6 separate regions of the Mus musculus genome follow, and all the other regions are linked to region 2. The links are chromatin contacts, called in public HiChIP or PLAC-seq and promoter capture Hi-C maps. All regions are on one chromosome and are shown on one strand. The core of a region is the stretch at or near the end of the contact, and the rest is flanking DNA. Distances in the headings are between cores, read along the strand shown.

The links. Promoter capture Hi-C pulls out the DNA fragments that hold promoters and counts their contacts. HiChIP or PLAC-seq counts read pairs in DNA pulled down with a chosen protein or histone mark.
Region 1: an H3K4me3 HiChIP or PLAC-seq map of bone marrow-derived macrophages shows a contact between it and region 2, with 4 times the contacts expected there. The contact joins the promoter of Lss here to the promoter of Adarb1 in region 2. A contact is called at or near these places in 1 of 484 Hi-C or Micro-C datasets (embryonic stem cells) and 2 of 115 datasets of contacts at active chromatin or transcription factors (bone marrow-derived macrophages and pancreatic cancer cells).
Region 3: an H3K27ac HiChIP or PLAC-seq map of embryonic stem cells shows a contact between it and region 2, with 2.7 times the contacts expected there. The contact joins the promoter of Pcnt here to the promoter of Adarb1 in region 2. A contact is called at or near these places in 1 of 39 promoter capture datasets (pre-B cells) and 1 of 115 datasets of contacts at active chromatin or transcription factors (embryonic stem cells).
Region 4: a contact with region 2 is called in a promoter capture Hi-C map of pre-B cells, with 4 times the contacts expected there. The contact joins the promoter of Gatd3a here to the promoter of Adarb1 in region 2.
Region 5: a promoter capture Hi-C map of stem cell-derived epiblast-like cells shows a contact between it and region 2, with 5 times the contacts expected there. The contact joins the promoter of Col6a2 here to the promoter of Adarb1 in region 2. A contact is called at or near these places in 8 of 39 promoter capture datasets (HPC-7-derived erythroid cells, embryonic stem cells, liver and 2 more).
Region 6: a promoter capture Hi-C map of pre-B cells shows a contact between it and region 2, with 6 times the contacts expected there. The contact joins the promoter of Rrp1 here to the promoter of Adarb1 in region 2. A contact is called at or near these places in 1 of 39 promoter capture datasets (pre-B cells) and 1 of 9 other capture datasets (liver).

The regions. Positions count from the first base shown.
Region 1 is chr10:76,529,903-76,532,994 of GRCm38.p6, forward strand. It overlaps Lss (lanosterol synthase), which reads left to right and starts at 1,703. Exons shown (of 22, transcript NM_146006.2): 1 at 1,703-1,772; 2 at 1,948-2,116. The coding sequence starts at 1,759.
Region 2 is chr10:77,416,533-77,419,708 of GRCm38.p6, forward strand. It overlaps Adarb1 (adenosine deaminase, RNA-specific, B1), which reads right to left and starts at 1,741. Exons shown (of 11, transcript NM_001024837.2): 1 at 1,563-1,741. Gm17769 (predicted gene, 17769) reads left to right here and starts at 1,844. Exons shown (of 1, transcript NR_027377.1): 1 at 1,844-3,176.
Region 3 is chr10:76,441,574-76,444,339 of GRCm38.p6, forward strand. Pcnt (pericentrin (kendrin)) reads right to left here and starts at 1,339. Exons shown (of 42, transcript NM_008787.3): 1 at 992-1,339. The coding sequence starts at 1,045.
Region 4 is chr10:78,168,044-78,171,046 of GRCm38.p6, forward strand. It overlaps Gatd3a (glutamine amidotransferase like class 1 domain containing 3A), which reads right to left and starts at 1,712. Exons shown (of 7, transcript NM_138601.3): 1 at 1,552-1,712; 2 at 1,330-1,382; 3 at 766-879. The coding sequence starts at 1,686. It overlaps Pwp2 (PWP2 periodic tryptophan protein homolog (yeast)), which reads right to left. Exons shown (of 21, transcript NM_029546.2): 21 at 2,867-3,003.
Region 5 is chr10:76,621,982-76,624,807 of GRCm38.p6, forward strand. It overlaps Col6a2 (collagen, type VI, alpha 2), which reads right to left and starts at 1,423. Exons shown (of 28, transcript NM_146007.2): 1 at 1,270-1,423.
Region 6 is chr10:78,411,651-78,414,822 of GRCm38.p6, forward strand. It overlaps Rrp1 (ribosomal RNA processing 1 homolog (S. cerevisiae)), which reads right to left and starts at 1,393. Exons shown (of 13, transcript NM_010925.2): 1 at 1,170-1,393. The coding sequence starts at 1,302.

The sequences.
Region 1 (3,092 bases), core at 453-2,952, 890 kb before region 2:
CTCCCAAAGGCTTCAGTTGTTCGCTTGGCTTAGAAGCTGAGACATGTGTAAGGGAAAAGCAGTCATTATGAAGCAGTTAGCCAGCCCTGTTCAAACTGACTTTTTTTTTTTTTTTTTTGGCTTTTTTGTTTTTGTTTTTGTTTTTCGAGACAGGGTTTCTCTGTATAGCCCTGGCTGTCCTGGAACTCACTTTTGTAGACCAGGCTGGCCTTGAACTCAGAAATCTGCCTGCCTCTGCCTCTGGAGTGCTGGGATTAAAGGCGTGTGCCACCACGCCCAGCTCAAACTGACTTTTCTATTGTGAATTTTAAAAACTTAATGTGTACGGGTGTTTTAACCAGCATGTATGTACTTACATCTCACACATGCCTGGTGACTGAGGAGGTCAGAAAATGGCATTAGATTCCTTAAAACTGAAGTTATAGATGGCTGTGAGTCACCATGTGGGTGCTATAAACCAATTCCAGGTCCTCTGAATGAGCAGCAAGTGCTCTTACGCACTGGACTTAAGTATTGGCCTCCAGTCCCCAAATCAATAGTCTGAGGCAAGGCTCAGTTAAAATGCCTTGTCTTATATCTTTACAAGTTTCTAAACTGGGCAAAGAAGAGGTTAGTGTTCTTGACTAGCCATCTAAAATTCCGATTTTCCATCTAGGGAAGGTGTGTGAGTGTTCTTTGCCTCTTACTTCTTCCTTCTCTGATTTGTGGTTCATGGCCCCTTCCTTGGCAGCGTTTTGAGGGCTAGGTGCAGGGAGGCTATCGGGTTTGGGTAGTTGTAAGTAAGTCGGCACTCTGTAGGACACACTGTACCGCTGGGAGTTCTTGGAATTATATTTTTCTGATCTCTGGTCGTCATTCCTGCATGCCAGCAATGCTTCTCAAATACTATCTGTTCAAATGTTCTTCATTGCACGTCTCTACTAGATTCTGCCGGCATACCACAGGCTTTCCTGCTTCCCTCTCTACTGTCAAACATAATCAAGGCTTTTCCCCCTTTAACTTGTAGGACTCCAAGCTCCAGGTATCCTGAGAGTAGTGCTGTGGCTAGGGAAGTGGAACTCTACCTGCTAATGGGAGTCAGGACACAGCCCTCTGCACACTCTGCAGCTGCTCCCTGTGAGGAGCCTGTGCCCGCTTTCTGAGAACACTACTCTGACCCTCTTCCCAACTACGTGTCATCATAGTTTCCTCCTCCCTTCACTCGGGTCAAGGCCCCTGCCCCATGATGGTCCATGTGGTGCCTCGGATCAACGCTAGTTTCACCTCAGGTCACTCATGCCTCTTCCGTACTTCTGAAGCACTCGTGGTTTCCGCGGCCTCTTTCCTGCATGTCGGAGGGGCCATTTTTCACCAACCCTGTAGGTATCCCGGCTCAGAACACCCAGACCAGAAGTCCAAGGCTGTCATCAATAAGGATCTAGAGGGGCCGGCCCCGCCCCCCATCCCGCCCCGCCCCTCCAACGGGCCTGCCCCTCCCACAGGCCGTCCTCGCCCACAGGCCGGCCTCTTTCATAGGCCCCGCCTCCAAAGCGCTTCCCGCCCCGCAGCCACGCCCCCTGGTGCCCTCGCGGCGTCGGGCGGCCCTGCGCCCAGCCACTGTGGTCGCGGTGCGTCTCTCGTGCCCACCTGGTGATGCTCTGATTGGCCGAGCTCGCATCGGCCCACCCAGTAGTTCCGGTCGGCCGAGGCTCGCGCCTGCGCAGTGCACTAGGCTGTCAGGTAAAGGGCTGGCAAGCGGTGGCAGAGAGTAGTGCTGTCATGACTGAGGGCACGTGAGTCGCGGACCCTGGGCTTCCCGCGGGTGTTGCGAGGGACGCGGCAGGGCGGTGGCAGGGAAGGTGTCTGGACAGCAGGGTGGCATGGCTGGTGGCTCTGCATGCCTGGATTGCAGGCATCCCACCTGGGCGGAGTCTAAGGAAGGCTGCTTCCTCTCGCTGGTCCCCTCAGGTGTCTGCGGCGTCGTGGGGGACCCTATAAAACTGAGCCCGCCACCGATCTCACCCGCTGGCGGCTCCAGAATGAGTTGGGTCGGCAGAGATGGACTTATTATCAAGCGGAGGACGACCCTGGTCGAGAGCAGACCGGGCTAGAGGCCCACTCTTTGGGACTGGACACAGTAAGTGATGTGATTCTGAAAGCACCATTCCATCCCAAGACTGGAAGCCATCACTGATCAGCCTACACCGTGCCTTCCTGAGCCAGAGCTCTGAAACAGTGGAGAGCCTTATTTAAAAAACAGGCAACCAGCCAGTAATATATGCATATGTGTAAACCAATGTATATGTGGGTATAGTGTGATATGAGGAAAAGCTGACTATAAGAGGATCAGGAAAGTTCACAAGTTATGTAAGAAGATGTAAAGCTAGTTGCTTTTCTAGTTCTAACTCTGTCATGGGCTTTGTGGTTTGGGCAATAGATTAATGCATAAAATATAGTGGGTACTGAAAGTGCATCATTTTATGGAAAGTTTCACAGTCTCCCTTTTCAAATGCCAAGGTCATTAAGTTGAGTAGACTTTGTGTTTGGTTAATTTTGGTGTGCGATGTTTTTATTAATTTGCAGGTTTCTTTTTATTTTAATAATAAGGCTTATAATTTTTTGTTTTTTAAAACAGATATGAACCTGGGCCCGGCAGGCATACCTGTAATCCTAGCCGCTGAGTAGGCTGTGACAAGGATAAAGTTTAAGATCTGCCTGGGCAGCTGAGTAGAGCTTGTCTCAGAAAATAAAGAGGCTGGGCATGGTAGTGCTGGTCTTTAATCCCGGCACCCAGGAGGCAGAGGCAGGCAGATCTTTGTGAGTTTGAGGCCAGCCTGGTCTACAGAGCAAGTTCTAGGCCAGCCAGGTCTACGTAGTGTGACCCTATCTCAAAAATGATAACAAATAAATAAAGAAGAGGGCTGCTGATGTGGGTCAGTGTTTGTGAGTGTTTGCCTCAATTCAATCTAAACAACAAAAAGTGTGGTACCTCCTTCCGGAGACAGGAGTAGAAGCAACCCTCGTTATTTAAGTCCCTCCACCTCAGAGACCTGTGGAAGAAGTTGCCCTAATTTGGTTTCATTTTGAGCATTCCACTTTGATATTTAACTTTT
Region 2 (3,176 bases), core at 491-2,990:
TAATACATTATTCCTATTCTCAGTAAAAACTAATGTTTGATCATCTTAATTACCGCACCTACCAGTAAAAAGACCAAGTTTGCTATCGGGCTTCTTTTCGTTATACTTCCAGAATGGAATACAATAAATGATTTTCAAAAAAAGAAAAAAAAAAAGGATGCCCTCATCAGAAGTAACCCAAACCTGCTAGGTGAAAACACTGACCTCCAACCAGACACTCCAGTGCGGATATCCCCCTCATAAATCCCGAACGGAACACTTTTCTGGTCCTCCAAAGGCGACTCCGGCGCCACTAGTCTAGCGTCCACAGCCCCATCTGACATTTCCCTTGCACACAGACACCACACAGTGATTTTCCTCTTGCCTATGTGTGCGCGTCAAAATTCACCTCCAACCCCTAATGTCCCAGATGGCTCCCACAAACAGCAGACGCGCTGGGTACTCGCGCTGGGTACTCGGAACTTCGTCTCCCAGGCGCTCGGCGCCCATGTGGGCTCTGAGCCCTCGGAAGGGGCATGGACCACCAAAAAAGCAGCCTGCCTCACCTAGGTTACGGTGTCCACCCCGTGGGAGCGCAGTGTCTCCTTTGCAGGACACAAGATGCTCTCACTGGGCGTAGCTTTCCCTCTGTGGGATATAGGGTTAGGGTCTCCCTCCTCGGAGTTCAGAGTATACTCTGCAGGGCACAGGGTTCCCTCCCTGTGCCCTTCCTCTGGGCGCCGTCTCGCCTCTGCGGAGCACATGGTCCCTTCTGCAGGGCACAAAGTCCCCATCCCCTGGTGCAGCTTCCTCTCCTCAGAGCACAGGGTTCCCACCCCCCAGCCTGAGCTTAGCCTCCCTTCTGCTAGGCACTGGTCCCTTCTGCAGAATACAGAGCTCAACCTTTCCTCTACCAAGCACATGGTCCCTTCTGCAGGGCACAGGGTCCCCATCCCCGGACACAGATTCAGAGTGACACAGGGTGTCTCTTCTCAGGGCGCAGCTTTCCTTTTGCAGGGCACAGGTCCCCTCTCTAGGATACAGGGTCCCCATCCCCGGACGCAGCTTTCCTTCTGCAGGGCACAAGGTCCCCCTCCCGGTGTGCAGTGTCCCCTGTGCTGGGTAAAGGTCCCTTCCCGGGGTACAGGGTCCCCTCCCCGGAGCACAGGTCCCCTCCGCCCGGTACACCATTCCCCTCCCCGGGCGCAGTCTCCTCTCTGATGGGCACAGGTCCCCTCCCTGGAGTACAGGGTCCTCTCCGCGGGCACAACCTCCTGTCCGAGAGGCGCACGGTCGGCTCGCCGCGGCGCAGCGCATCCCACGCGGACGCGGCGCCTCCAGGAGCGGACGAGCCGTCCTGGGCGCAGCCTCCTCCTGCAGCGCAGCGCATCCAAGAGGACCGCGGCCCGCCCTCCGCGCGCCGCCCGGGATGCGCCAGGGACCCCGCAGCTCGCCGCGGGCCCGGGCCCCGCACCATAGGGTCTGGGGTCGGTGGTCAGGTCCGCGGCCGCCGGCGCTGCGCGGCCTCAGCCACCTGCCCCGCGCTTACATAAACGCGGCCGCCCGCGTCCCCGCCGCCTTACCTCCGCTCACGCTGCGCCCGCGGGCTGCCGGCGTCTGGCTCTGGGCGCTGCGGCGGCCTCGGCTAGCCCCGCGGCCCCAGCTAGGAGCCCCTCGCCGCCGCCTCAGCCTCAGCCACCTCAGCCTCAGCCGCTGCCTCAGCCTCTGCCTCTAGCCTCGGCGCCGGCGGCTCCGCCCCCTCGGCTCGCCCCGCCCCAGCCGCCGCAGCCGCGCGCGCGTGCTCGCTTGCAGGGGTGGAGCCAGCGCTCCACGCTGACGTGCGCGCCTCCTGCCCGGAGCCGACGTCCGGACTCGCTCGCGGCGGCGGGAACTGCGAGGGTTAGCGGTTAGAACCAAAACAGGTCGTGCGTCGCTAGGGAGACTCGAAGCGGAAGGGAGCCTCCGACACGCACCGAGAAGATCGACGGGGGCGGGGTTCTCGAACTCGCGGGCAGGAGCCTCGGATGGGACCTAAGGGGACAGGTGGGACCAAGGATCCTAGAGATCCTGTGGGATCTGGGAATGGGGCAGGGAAAATCAGAGCGAAGCCACTGAAGTGCGACTGTGACCGCCGCTTGAAGACCTACTACACCCCGTACGTGGTACCCTGGCATCCCGCAAGAATCGTCCCTGGGCCTTCGTCCAGTTTTGAGAGCTGGCCCTGGCCACTGACACCCACCTCCGTAGACCTTGAAAATAAGTAGGGAGAGGAGCAGGGACATGATTTTGTGAAGCAGGGTGTCTACTGGTGGTCACTAGAAATGATGGCCGGTTTTTAACCTAGACCCCAGGGTCAAGTTCAGGCTCTGCCACCTCTTAGGCATACCAGATGTGTCTTGTGCTTGCATTGTCTGTTTCCACGTTTGTTTAAAAAGAAAAAGGTCTAGTAAAAGACAAGTGCAGGTAGGTAAAGTACTGTGTCGAGCATCCAAGATGTGGTCAACAACTTGTGTGGTTCCTCGCCAGATTGTCTTAACCTGGGGTGCTATGCCCAGAACGGGGCCTGGAGAGGTCCAGAATCGGAAGCATGAACTGACCACAGGAGTAGTGTTGTAGCCGGTCCACATCTGCTTCCATCACAAAAACATGTCCTTTGGACCAGCTAGCCACTCAATGAATTCTTCAGCCTGCCTAAAAGGTGGGCACCAGGCAGTGCCTACGGGTGCACTTGTTGGCAAGTAAGTAGAGATCATCACTCTTGGAACACCTACCAGGATGTCAAGCTTCACATACAAGTATGTGCACAAGGACAAATGTGTCTGTTTCTAGGTATCACACTACCCCAGAACTTAGTAACTTAAAGTCATGGTTTGTAAGTCTGATGAATAGCAGCTTTTATGCAGTGTTCAGCTGGTTTGGTTCATCTCTGCTTCATAGATGACCTCACTCCCTTATGTCATGTGTTACCTACTGTTAGTAAGCTAGCTCTCGTTGCTTCTCATAATGGCTGTGGTTTGGCCACAAGAGAGCAAGTTCCAGCCTTTTCATCCCCTGTGCACATCACCTGTGTTCCTGTGACTCATTGACTGAATTGAAGATGCTGATCTGACACAAGTACATATGAGAGACAGAGATCTGGACAAAGGAAGTATGCTCATCTGAGATGGTCGCTTTGATAGATCTTTGGTTCATTGTGG
Region 3 (2,766 bases), core at 89-2,588, 980 kb before region 2:
GTATTTTGCATGTTTTTTCGAAGTGGGTGCAGGGTGATAGTGGTGGTGGGGTTGTTGACACAAATGAAGAATTGCTGTTACTAGGCGAACCACAAAATCAACACAGCCCTTTCATGAAGGCTATAGCTATACTGTCCTGACAGTACAGGGTAGGGACACAGCCTCTGGTTCCACAGCCATGATAGCTGGCCAGAGATCCACTTCCAAAATGTTCGCACCTTCTCTTCCTCTGAATCCCCATCACCTTTCAAATAACTATCTTGCCAGGCAGTGGTCGTGCATGCCTTTAATCCCAGCACTTGGGAGGCAGAGGCAGGAGGATTTCTGAGTTCGAGGCCTGCCTGGTCTACCAAGTGAGTTCCAGGACAGCCAGGACTATACAGAGAAACCCTGTCTCGAAAAAAACAAAACAAAACAAAACAAAAAAACAAAACAACTATCTTAACAGCCACAAGTGTTCCCAGGGTAGAGTCTCAAACAAATTCAAAATCTGAGGCAGAAGGAGGTGAGAAGAGGACCCTCGGTAGTATGGCAGTTGTGGGGCCCGGCCAGAGAGCGAACAACGAAATACAACAACAGGACACCACTAGGGAGCAAAGTTCTTGGTTCCCTGGGAAAATAAAGTCTGAAGACGGTCTTTAAAAAGCCTTGGACAGTTTAGTCTCAGGAAAGTGCCTGAGCACCGGAAGCACAACAACTAAGAATGCTAGGTGACCAGGACCCGCCCATGGCGCTCGGGCCCACCTACAAGTCGTACGTCTCTGACGCTGATTGGCTGTGGGTGTAATAGGGCGGAGCGAGACAGAGGGCGCTGGATTCAAGATGGCGGCGCCTAGGAAGTGAATTCCGCAGAAGCGGCGGGAAGGACAAGCGCCCGGCAGTTCCCACTGCTCCACCGCCACCGCTTGTGTCAAGCGGCGGTCTGAGCACCGGAACCGCTTTAGGATTTCTTCCCCACCGCAAAGCTGAGAGAAGGATGCTACCGTCTAACCTTGGCTCTCCCAGCCTCCACCTTCCTGCGCCGCTGCTCCTGCTCGTCTTCCATCTCCACCTGGGCTCCCGGCGAGTCGCTCGGAGGTGACAGGGCGGCGGCGACACCGCCTTCGCTCTATTTACACTCCCTCCCTTCACCCACTCGCCTCCCCACCCCCCATACACACAACTGTCAGCTTCGCCCCGCCAATCCGGAGCCCCGTGTGGCCTTGCGCACGCGCGCTCCGCTGACGCTCCAAGGGCGGAGAGCCATCTCTCTGGTCCCCAATTGGTACGCCGACGCTCTCCACCCTCTTCATCCACGCCAATGAGCGAGGCGCGGCGTTCCCGGGGCTCGCGGGCGTTCGTCGACTGGGCGGCGGGAAGGTTTGGACAAACCGTTTTCCCGAGGCGGTGCTACCTATCGCCCTCTCCCGACAGGAGGAGGACTTACATACCAGCGGCTCTCCATGCCTCCGGTGCGCTCTGGGCACTCTCTCCCGCACTTTGCCAAAGTCGTTTTTTCTGTCGCGATGTGTTTCTGCGAACACTGGGGCATCCTCTAGGATCCACCAGCCCCCACTTTTGGTTCTCAGGTGCAGTCAACTGGGAGTCCTGCTTCCCTTCTTTGACCACTTCGGCCCCTCCTGAACACGGTCCCCTGTCTTCAATCCAAATCCAAAGAACAGAGTATAGCCAGAGTTACTCATTGAATGACACCTAAAACTTAGACCGCTGTCCCCAGTGGACCCCAGAGTTGCCACCCAGGGCCGTTTTGCATTCACGCACACGCTTCAATGTACAGAGTCGCTGTGTGTTCAGGCACCTGACTCTCACTCCATCCATCACCTCTACCAGGAAAGTCTTTCTGCCATAAGGAAATAAAGAAACTATGGTCCATTTGTAGTAAGAGGCGCGTTTAAAGCTCATCGGTGGATTACAGGAAATTAGGAGGATTGGGCCCTTGGATTCCCTAGCCGGCAGCAGGTTCTTTCTTGCCTAACATTTATTAATTTATCATTGGGTTGAAACGTTGCAGGCTGTTAACATGACTAACATAAAAGGAGAGGATCTGAGCTCCAGGATATATGTCAAGAGCTTTGCATCCTGCACGGATAGGATAGGGAAGCTGGAGAGAGGGTAATGCCTATAAGAATGAATCCTCCTGAAGAACTCAGTAGTGTGGAATTTGGGAACAGGGAAATGCCGTAAGGGCTATAAAACCTATTTTATACCAAATCTGCATGACAGCCGTTTTTGCCTTCTCTCTAGGCTGACACCCAACTTTACAAGATCCAAAAAATAAATTGTTTCACTTTCATGACTCAAAAGACTTCAAGCCTCTTAGGAAGTGTCTCTTGCACTGATGAAAACACTGAGTGGGTGGGGGTCCCTCTGGACAGACCTATCCTCTAGGATATGTTGGTCTCAGTCTTTGAGCCATGCAATATTTAAGGAATGTTTGAAGGGTGGTCGGTCATATTTTACATATCAAAACTTAAAGGACTGGAGAGATCAGCAGTTAAGAGCATTAGCTGCTCTTCCAGAGAACCCCCAGTTGATTCGCAGTACCCAATGGTGGCTCACAATTGTTACTCCAGTTCAGAGGATCTGATGCACACCTCTGGCTTCTGAGGGCACCAAAAACTCATGTGGCGCACATTGGTACCCATAAAATAATTTTTAAAGTATAAATAAATACCTAATAATATTTATTTCTTTGAACTATGAGTATGTTTGTGTCTCTGTGTGGAACTGGCAGGTATCCTTAGAGGTAAGAAGAGGGTGTTAAAT
Region 4 (3,003 bases), core at 462-2,961, 750 kb after region 2:
TAAGAGCACTGGCTGCTCTTCCAAAGGTCCTGAGTTCAAATCCCAGCAACCACATGGTGGCTCACAACAATCTATAATGGGGTCTGATGCCCTCTTCTGGTGTGTCTAAAGATAGCTACAGCATACTTATATATAACAAATAAATAAATCTTTAAAATAAAAAAATGTAGTTGTGCTGGGCATAGAGTCAACTGCTTTTGATCCCACCAACACTTTGGAGGCAAAGACAAGAGAATCTCTAGGAATCCAAGGCCACCCTGGTCTGTATATAGTGAGTTCCAGGCCTGTGAGGGCCAAACAGACTCTGTCTCAAACAAACAACAAAAACAAAAACCCGAGGCAGTGGTGGAGTATGCCTCTTATCCCAGCACTCAGTAGGCAGAGGCAGGAGGATCAGAGTTCAAAGCCAGCCTGGTCTACAGAGTGTGTTCCAGGACAGTCTCTCTACATAGAGAAACTTTGGGAAAACAAAACAAAACAAACAACCCCTCCCTGCCAAAAACAAAGCAACAAGATAAAGGGAACACAGTACCACACAGGGACTAGCCAGAGCAGAGCATGACCACCTCACACCCAAAGGCTACTGCTACCCCTGTAACGGTCACGGGGAGGTCAGAAACATTTGGCCCATGGCCATGTATTTCCAGAACAGCCGGATGACAGTTGCTTTGAGGGACAGACACTTGATCACATAATCAGGAAGGCTACAGTACAGGAGCTGCTCATGGGAACAGGGCTCTTGTAAGGTCCTTTCCCTACCCATACCTGCTTTCCCTCTCAGAAGGCTCCCCCTTGGTGTGGTCAATCACGTGCATCTGAGGGACATCGGGAGCAAAGATCTGGACCTCAGCCCCGCCTCGGCTCAGGTGCACCAGGATCCTATATGAAGAAAATCCACAAAGACATCACTTCCAAATGTGTCCTCCGGCCTCACAGCATGACGATTTTACAGATGGACTGGCACCAAGTGCTGGGGAATTCCTAGTTTATAGGACACCTAGTTGCTTTTACGAAGGCACGGCTCCTGCCGCTTACAGACTTCTGCAAGGTAAGGGTAGAACCAGAATAAGTAGGCAAGGCATCCTTTTACTGACTGATGAGCAGCGAGGGTTGTTGACTCCGCAGGTGTTGCATTTTGGGTATGTTCAAGACCCCAGCTTGCTGCCAGGCATTCTGCCTTCACCCAGGGTCCGGGTGGCATCTTTTGTGTCTTGGCTGTGCTAACTTTGGCTTTGGACTTATCACGATGTGAACCCACTGCGCTTGGTCACCCTCTGGCCATTTCTGCCTTTTAAACCAAGAGAGTGTTTACAAACTCTGAGGACTTACGCTGAGGCCTCATGGATCTCGGTTCCGTCATAGACTCCACAGCCCGACAGCACCTGCAGGAAGAGAGGCACTGACGAGGGCGAGGGCCCAACACGCAATTACCGAGGGAGGGGAGGCTGAACCCCACCAAGAGCCGACCTTGGGCGGACAGCTGGTCGACCCCAGGCTGCGGGGACCTAGCAAGGGAAGGCACTCGGCCTGGGAGTCTGGCTCTGCACTCACCAACGCCACCCTGGCCCCGGGCCGCGGTGCGGAGCTGTGAAGGGCTGCGCGCTGGGAGGGAGCCCGGTGGTATCTGGAGAGCGGTAGGAGCGCAGAAGCCAGCCTTGGCGCCACCAAAACCCTGACGGCAGCCATCACGAAGGGCAGCCAGCCACAGTGGTGTCAGGAGAACGTGCGCCGTGGGGCGGGGTCGCGCCTGGCCAATGGAGGAGCGCGTAACAACCCCTTTCTGGAGAGGGCCAGTGGGTGGGGCCGCGCCTGCGCAGTGACCGACGGCGTACGGGAAACCCAGCACCTTTTTCCCTGGAGGACTAGCGGGAGGGAGGGGCCACAGATCTCAGGACACGCCCCCCCTCACCTAAGAGACCGGTTGGCTGGACTTCTCCAGCTCAATGACCGACCGAGCTGGGACACGCCTCTTCTCGGTTTTGAGAGGGCAAGCAAGCAAGTATGCCAGGTTAGGACCTTCCTGCGATCGACCTTGTTGAGCGGCCCGGTCTGCCTAGTTAATGTTTGAAGGGCGCTCATCTTGGTGTAGGCCACCTTGACTACCTATTGCAATTCCAGTCTATGCAATGACTAAAAACTGATTTTAAATAACGGGGTCAGAGCAAGCCCCGCGCCCTCACGGTGCAATCGTAAATTGCTCCTGCCATTGTGTTCTGGGTACCTCTGCAGCTTCCTCACAGGCCACAGTTCTGCCAGTCACGATTCAGTGAAGAGCTGAGCTGAGCATCGTACCTTCCATTTCCTATTTTGAATCAATGTGATTGCTATAGTTGCATACAGTCCGGTGTCCATCGGGGTAATGACCAGATAACTCCCAGAGTTTCACTGCCTCTCCCTAGCCACAGTGAAGGCTGTCAAAGGTGACCTGGCTTCTCTCAACTCCTAGGGATAATTAGCTGCTGGGTGTTCCCATCTTAAGATGGGAACCCTTTCACATTTAGGAGACATTTAGGCCTGGGATGCACAGTATATGCAGAAGCCAGGGAGCATACAGAAGTGGGTTTGGTGGCCCAACACCATTACAGCGAGTCAGGGATTATTCAGTTTCAGGGGACAGTAGTTGGGGGGAGGGGTGGAGCAGTGTCAGGCAATTTGCATCTGGCTGTCCACAGGGGTGGAGTGGGCATGGTTACCACGGAGCAGACTTGTAAAATACTCCAAACTGAGCCCAGTTTCTGGTATGAGAATTAAACTGGATGAGATGTATGAGATGTATGGTGATGGCTGAAGCATGGTTCAGCACTACTTGCCTGCCCTTCCCTGGGCCCTCAGTTCCACATTCATACCACACACAGACAAAACCAGTAAAGCTTCATAAAACTGTATTTGTACTGCAGATGGGGATCCCAAGATGGCACCAAAACAAGCGGGTCCTTGTCTGGGCGGCCAGGGGCCTGGCTGTCCCTGGGCACATAAGAAGCAGTTTCCTTTTCTACCCCAAGC
Region 5 (2,826 bases), core at 173-2,672, 790 kb before region 2:
TTTGCTGGCAAATCACTGCTGGACAGGAAGGAACCCACCCTCCAGCACACAAACTGCCCAAGTGGCAGTAGTCTTGACTACTTCTTCCAAGGTCTGTGCTGGCTCCCCAACACCATTTCACTGGGAAACGCACTGTTCCCAAGACTGAAGCACAGCTTTCAGAATGGATGCTCTAAACCCCTATGTTCAACCCCTCCCAATTGGTATCACCTGTTCCCTGGGACCCTAGGTCCAAGCCCAGTCTCTGGCCCCACCTTTTCTCTCTAAGGGATCCCAGACACCTGTGTAACCTCCAGTTTCTGTGAGATGAAGCTGCAAATGCCCTGTTTCTTTTTTTCCTTTGCTATGTGTGTGCTAGCCTCAAGAGCCAGAACTATTTAACTGGGGGAAGGGGAGGAACCCAGCAACTTAATCTGGACCTTAAATGTTCCTTGTTGGTACCTTGTCCCTCTATGGCACTTGGCTCCATGTCCTCAGATGAGTATGGAGATACCCCCAGAATACCCAGGCTTCACGAGGGGGCTGTGTTGCTGTCTATAGGAGAGGTGTCTCTGAGGTTGCCCACTGGAGTCCCCAAGGGACTGGAGTGCCCAAGGGAGTCTCAGGGCTAGGATAGAGCCAAGAGTGACAGACTTTATTATTCCTGGGTCCACCCTCATCTTTATGATTCCTGCCTGGTCTCTCCTTAAGCACAGTGGGAGTACCTCGAGATGGCGAGGTGTCCCCTTGAGAGCACCTGGCTAGCCCACTGCTGGGACCTGAGACTCCCTTCTCTGCCTCCCGCAGAGTACCCTTGAAGTCCATCTGAGGAACTAGTTCAAGTGGCTCTGTTACCTTCCTTCCCCATGAAGACTACCCTTCTTCCTTAGGGCCTACGGAGAGGCTAACAACGGACTGTGTGCAGGTTCAAGTCACAGCGTATTTTCCCATTGAGGCAATTTAGGTTCCTTAACCCTTGGGAGACAACTCAGACCTGCTAGCAATGGCCATGGGTCTGACCAGATGTGAGACACTCTGAGGACTGGGGAAGGAGCAGGGATCTGGTCTGTCAGTGGTGAGCAGAAAGCTGTGGAGTCTAGAATAAGAAGCCTGCACCCCAACCAGGCTCTGTCGAACAGAGGCCTAGGGGCCACCTGGAGACTAGAACCTGGGGCAGGACCTTCGGTTTGGGTAGAACTGTGCTCACCTTAGACCCCTGAGGTGCAGCCCCCGAATCCTGTTCCCCCTTTTCCCGCGTGTCCCAGCTGGACACCATGCGAAGAAGCTTACCTGGCTTGGAGAAGATGCCTGGGTACTTCCCGAGGACAGCCCGGGTCCTGACGGCCCGAGGTGCGGGCGCCGAGTGGGTAGGAGGGAGGGGACCCAGGCGCGGCCCGGGACTGAACGGGAGGGGACCAAGCCAGGGGCCTCCCACTTTAACTCTGTCCCGGGCGGGCGGATGCCTGGAAAACTCGACCGCTGGGGGGCGCTGCGGCCCCGCGGATGGGCGGGGTCAGCGGGTGGGGCTGCTGGACGGACTAAGATGAAGCTGGGGAATGAGCTGGGGGAGGGGAGGAAAGGAAGGCGAGGGGAGGGAGTGGCCAGGACACGCAGCAGGGTTGGAGCTGGACCATCTCTGTGCTGTAGTGCCTGGTGACTTTTTTATTTTTCCTTGCAAGCCTCTGGACTCCTAGGTCTCCCAGACCTTTGCTCAAGCTCCCTCCTCCTCTACGTAAAGGAAGGAGCCCCCCCCCCCCCCCCCCGTAGAAGCTATTCTTATCCTGTTGGGCCAGGGCTCCCTCCCCCGCTCCCCCCACCCCCAGTATTCTGACTGAAGTTGGGCGGGATGTGGGGTTGAACTTCAAAGTGCAGTGAAGGGATGCAAAGAACGTATGTCTTTGGGGTTCAGCGGGCCCTGAATTGGTATTGAGGCTCCTGGAAGTTGATAGGGCCCTGAAGAGGCAAGAGGACCAGGCATAGATGTAGGAGCCCTGGCATTGGTATATAACCCTTTCCTCCAAGAATCCCAGAGGTCGGCTTTGAGTGGGGTCTGCTCACATCGCTGGCAGGGTGCATAAGCTATGGCTAGGGCCTTAACTTTCTAGCCTGGAGTAGGACTGGCTCTGAGAAGTACAGGCAGGGATAGGGAAGGGGCTCAATTCGGGGCAGTTCTCAAGGGTGCAGGGTAGTGGGGGTGATGAGGCTTGTTTCTCATACAGCTGAGTAAATCTCTGATCTAGCCCCTGACTTCCAGTCCCACTCTGTGTTCTCCCCCTACCCCCTCCTGTCCAGGGAGGAACTACTTTTGGTAAGCCCATATTGCTGGAGGTCCTTGTCTTTAGGACCTTCCTGCCTCTGCCCATTGAAGCTTTGTCATCTCTTTCTTCTGATGTCTCACACCTGAGAAGTTGGCTCAAGGCACCTTCCACAGTGTCTTGGATCCTTGTGCCTAAGTAGTAATGGAGGACCAGTGTTTCTTCTAAGGAATAGGAAAATGCCATTAAGGTGACCTCTTGGGAGCTGAAAGCTGTCCCTACAGGTCCCAGCCTGAGAGATATCAGCCTGTACCACTTACCACTTGCAGTCCCTAGGACCTGGAGCCCTGACCTGACTATTAGCAATGCAGCATCAGTACCAGCCTTTCATGGGCAGTGCCAGCTATTGCTGTGTGCCGTGCTCTGTGCTGGAGGTCTTTTGAGAGGGTAGGGAGGGACTAGAGCCAGAGGTGTAAGTATGCATGAGTGTCTTATGTATGGTATTTGCATCTCTCTCTCTCTCCCTCCCCCTCTCTTTGTCTCTCTATCTCTCTCTGTTTCTCCCTCTGTTTCTCCTTCTCTGTATCTTTCT
Region 6 (3,172 bases), core at 143-2,642, 990 kb after region 2:
GTTCAAATCCCAGCAACCACACGGTAGGTTACAACCATCCTAATGAGATCTGATGCCCTCTTCTAGGGTGTCTGAAAACAGCTACAGTGTACTTATTTATAATAATAAATAAATCTTTGGGCCAGACGGAACAGGGACTGAGCGAGCTGGGCTGACCTCAGTGAGTGGGGCCAACTGGAACGAGCAGAGGTCCTAAATTCAATTCCCAACAACCACATGAAGGCTCACAACCATCTGTACAGCTAGCTACAGTGTACTCATATACATTAAATAAATAAATAAACCTTAAAAAAATATGATTGGGCAGCCAGCCCCGCCCTCAAAACATTCTCCAACAGAACTGCCATAACGGTGCCTGGAGGAGCCCCTCCCCCCAACCCTCCAGTAACTCCATGCACCAGCAAGCAGGTATCAGTCCCATAGAGTTAAAGAAACCCAACACTTTCGGGACCGGGAGATGGCCCATTGTTAATGCAGTGATTAATTAAGCCAGTGTCAGACCAAGGAACTGTAGCTATACTATGACATTTCGGAGATTAAATGGTGAAAGTTATTCATTCCGGCTAGCAAAGGACATCACCACCATTTAGCGAGGCGCATCCCCCAAGTTGGGGTGCTCTGACTAGAGCGTGAAAAACTGCGCTGAGACACTTCCCAAAGCATACAGCCATGACCTCGGCCAAACCACCGCTCAGGGAATCTATAATTTGCATCCGCGGAGGGATATCCAAAAGCAAAGGACATCGCCACCATTTGGCGAAGCGCATTCCCCAAGCTGGGGTTCTCTGACTAGAGCGTGGAAAACTGCCTTGAGACACTTCCCAAAGCATACAGCCGTGACCTCGGCCAAACCACTGCTCAGGGAATCTATAATTTGCATCTGCGGAGGGATATCCAAGAGACGCGGAGGCTGCTGAAAGGGGTCGCTCACTGAGGACCAGAAGCACAGAAACCGCTCTGCAAAAGGACATCCTGGGAACGGGGTGTCGAGAACACACCTTTAAGAACACGGGACACCAGTAAAGGCCGGCGGAAGAGCACCAGCAAGCTACAGAAGGAAGAAAAGCGGGCAGACCGATCGGGTCAGCCTAAGCCAGTAGAACAGCAGACGAAGGCCGGATCCTGCGGGGCCCACGCAGCGGAGCTCGCCTGCCCTCCCGCCCGCGTACCTGTCGCCCGCTGCGACCTGGCCTCGATGTACTTCCGCAGCTTCCGCAACGCGCGGTCCCGCGTCACCTGTTCATTGCCCGCCAGGCGCTGCGCCAGCTGGATCTCCGGCGGGAGCGGCACTCCGGGAACCATGGTGAGGAGAACCCTGAGACCACGCACTCGACGCTTCCGCTGGGGCGCTCGAGTGACGACACGCGCTCGTCACCACTGAACGTCACACTGAGGCGACACAACCCAGCTAGACGTCAAACGTCCTGGACGATGCTGGCGTACGCTACCGCCTCTCAGTGGCCGAGAGGCGCAACTGCACCCTGCAGGGAGGAGGATGGTCTGGTGTAAGCCTAGGGCATCTCTGATTCTTGAAAAGGTTAAAGCATTGTCTTGGGTTCGCCCTCCTCTTTACTGCAGCAGGAGTGGCTGTATTACAAGAAGATCGTGATGTGGCCCAGCTTGTCCTCAACTGTAACACTTAGCAGGACTGCGTGGAGCTGCCCTTGGCTCAGCATCCTGAGCCATGTTGGGGTGTGGGGTGTGGGTGGGGGGAGGTTGGGTGTGTGCATGAACCCTGCAACGCCGAGAACTACGAGCTTTACCCGAAACACTTTACCTGATCCCTAACACCTTAGTCCTCAGGGAAATCCACCCCACCAAGCCTCTTGTAGAGCATCCACTTTCCTGGAAAGAGAAAAGCAAGAAGGCTGTCAGGATCCAGATTATGGGACAGGGTGCAGGTACCTATCATGAAGGTAGGCAGGCAAATACACTATAGAAAGCACAGTGAGTGTGCAAAACTTGAGTGTGCCCTGGTTCATGAAATGTGTGGTGACAATCGTTTGGGACACTATTGGGAAAATTTTTCCATATAGCCCAAGAGCTGAAATGTCAAATTAGAATACAAAACAATTACAGGTTTCATTGGTGTGCCCAAGACCACCAGAAGTCTGATGACTTGCTGGGGGAAATTTCCAAGACCAGTGGACGTTTGGACTTAGTGGTACCATAACATTGCCAGTTCGTTGCTACACCATAGGCCAGCTAAGCCCAGGATTAAAGTGTCAGGCAAGGAAGGTGGCTGTATTTGAAAAGCTAGATGCTGGAAAAAATGGGAGGGATGGTTGTTGAAAGTCTGACTGAAGAGGAATAAGCAACTGGGGTGGGAGAGGGCATGTCTAAGCACTATTACAGGAACATAGACAATTCTGTATTTTCTATAACATCAGAATTTACTGAATAACAAAAAATTTGATAGACTACATCAATGTTATGGCCACGCTTTTTAAAGTCAACCCAGTTTCTTTGACTTAGGCAAGCTATCTCTTGTTGCTGTTGTTTTATTTATATGAGTACGCAGTTACTGTCTTCGGACACACCAGAAGAGGGCATTAGATCCCATTACAGATGGTTGTGAGCCACTGTGTGGTTGCTGGGAATTGAACTCAGGACCTCTGAAAGACCAATCGGTGCTCTTAACCGCTGAGCCATCTCTCCAGCCCTAGGCAAGCTATCTTAAACTACTAATATTAATGGTCAGACTCTACTTACACATCACACAGTAAATATATCCACCTATACATATGTGTATATGCCAAGTCCTGCTAGGCTTGAGTACTGAAACCCCAACTGGGAGAAGTAAAGAAATACAGGACAGACACACAGACAGAAAAGGTGGGCTCAGCTTAGGTGTGAGCACTCTGATTGGGACACTCACTACCATTGCAACTTGGAACCTCAGGTTGTTTATTATGTACCAACTAGGAGGAGGAGGATCTGGTCCTAAACATCCAGTCATGGATGCTTTTTAAGTCTACAAGTCTCAAGCACAAAGATGGTAATTAGTGCCTTAGTTAGGGTTTCCATTGCTGTGAAGAGACACCATGACCAAAGGCAACTCTTATAAGGACAACACTTAATTGGGGCTGGTTTAGAGGTGCAGAGGTTCAGTTCATTATCATCAAAGAGGGAACCTGGCAGCATCCAGGCAGAGACGGTTCAGGAGGGGCTG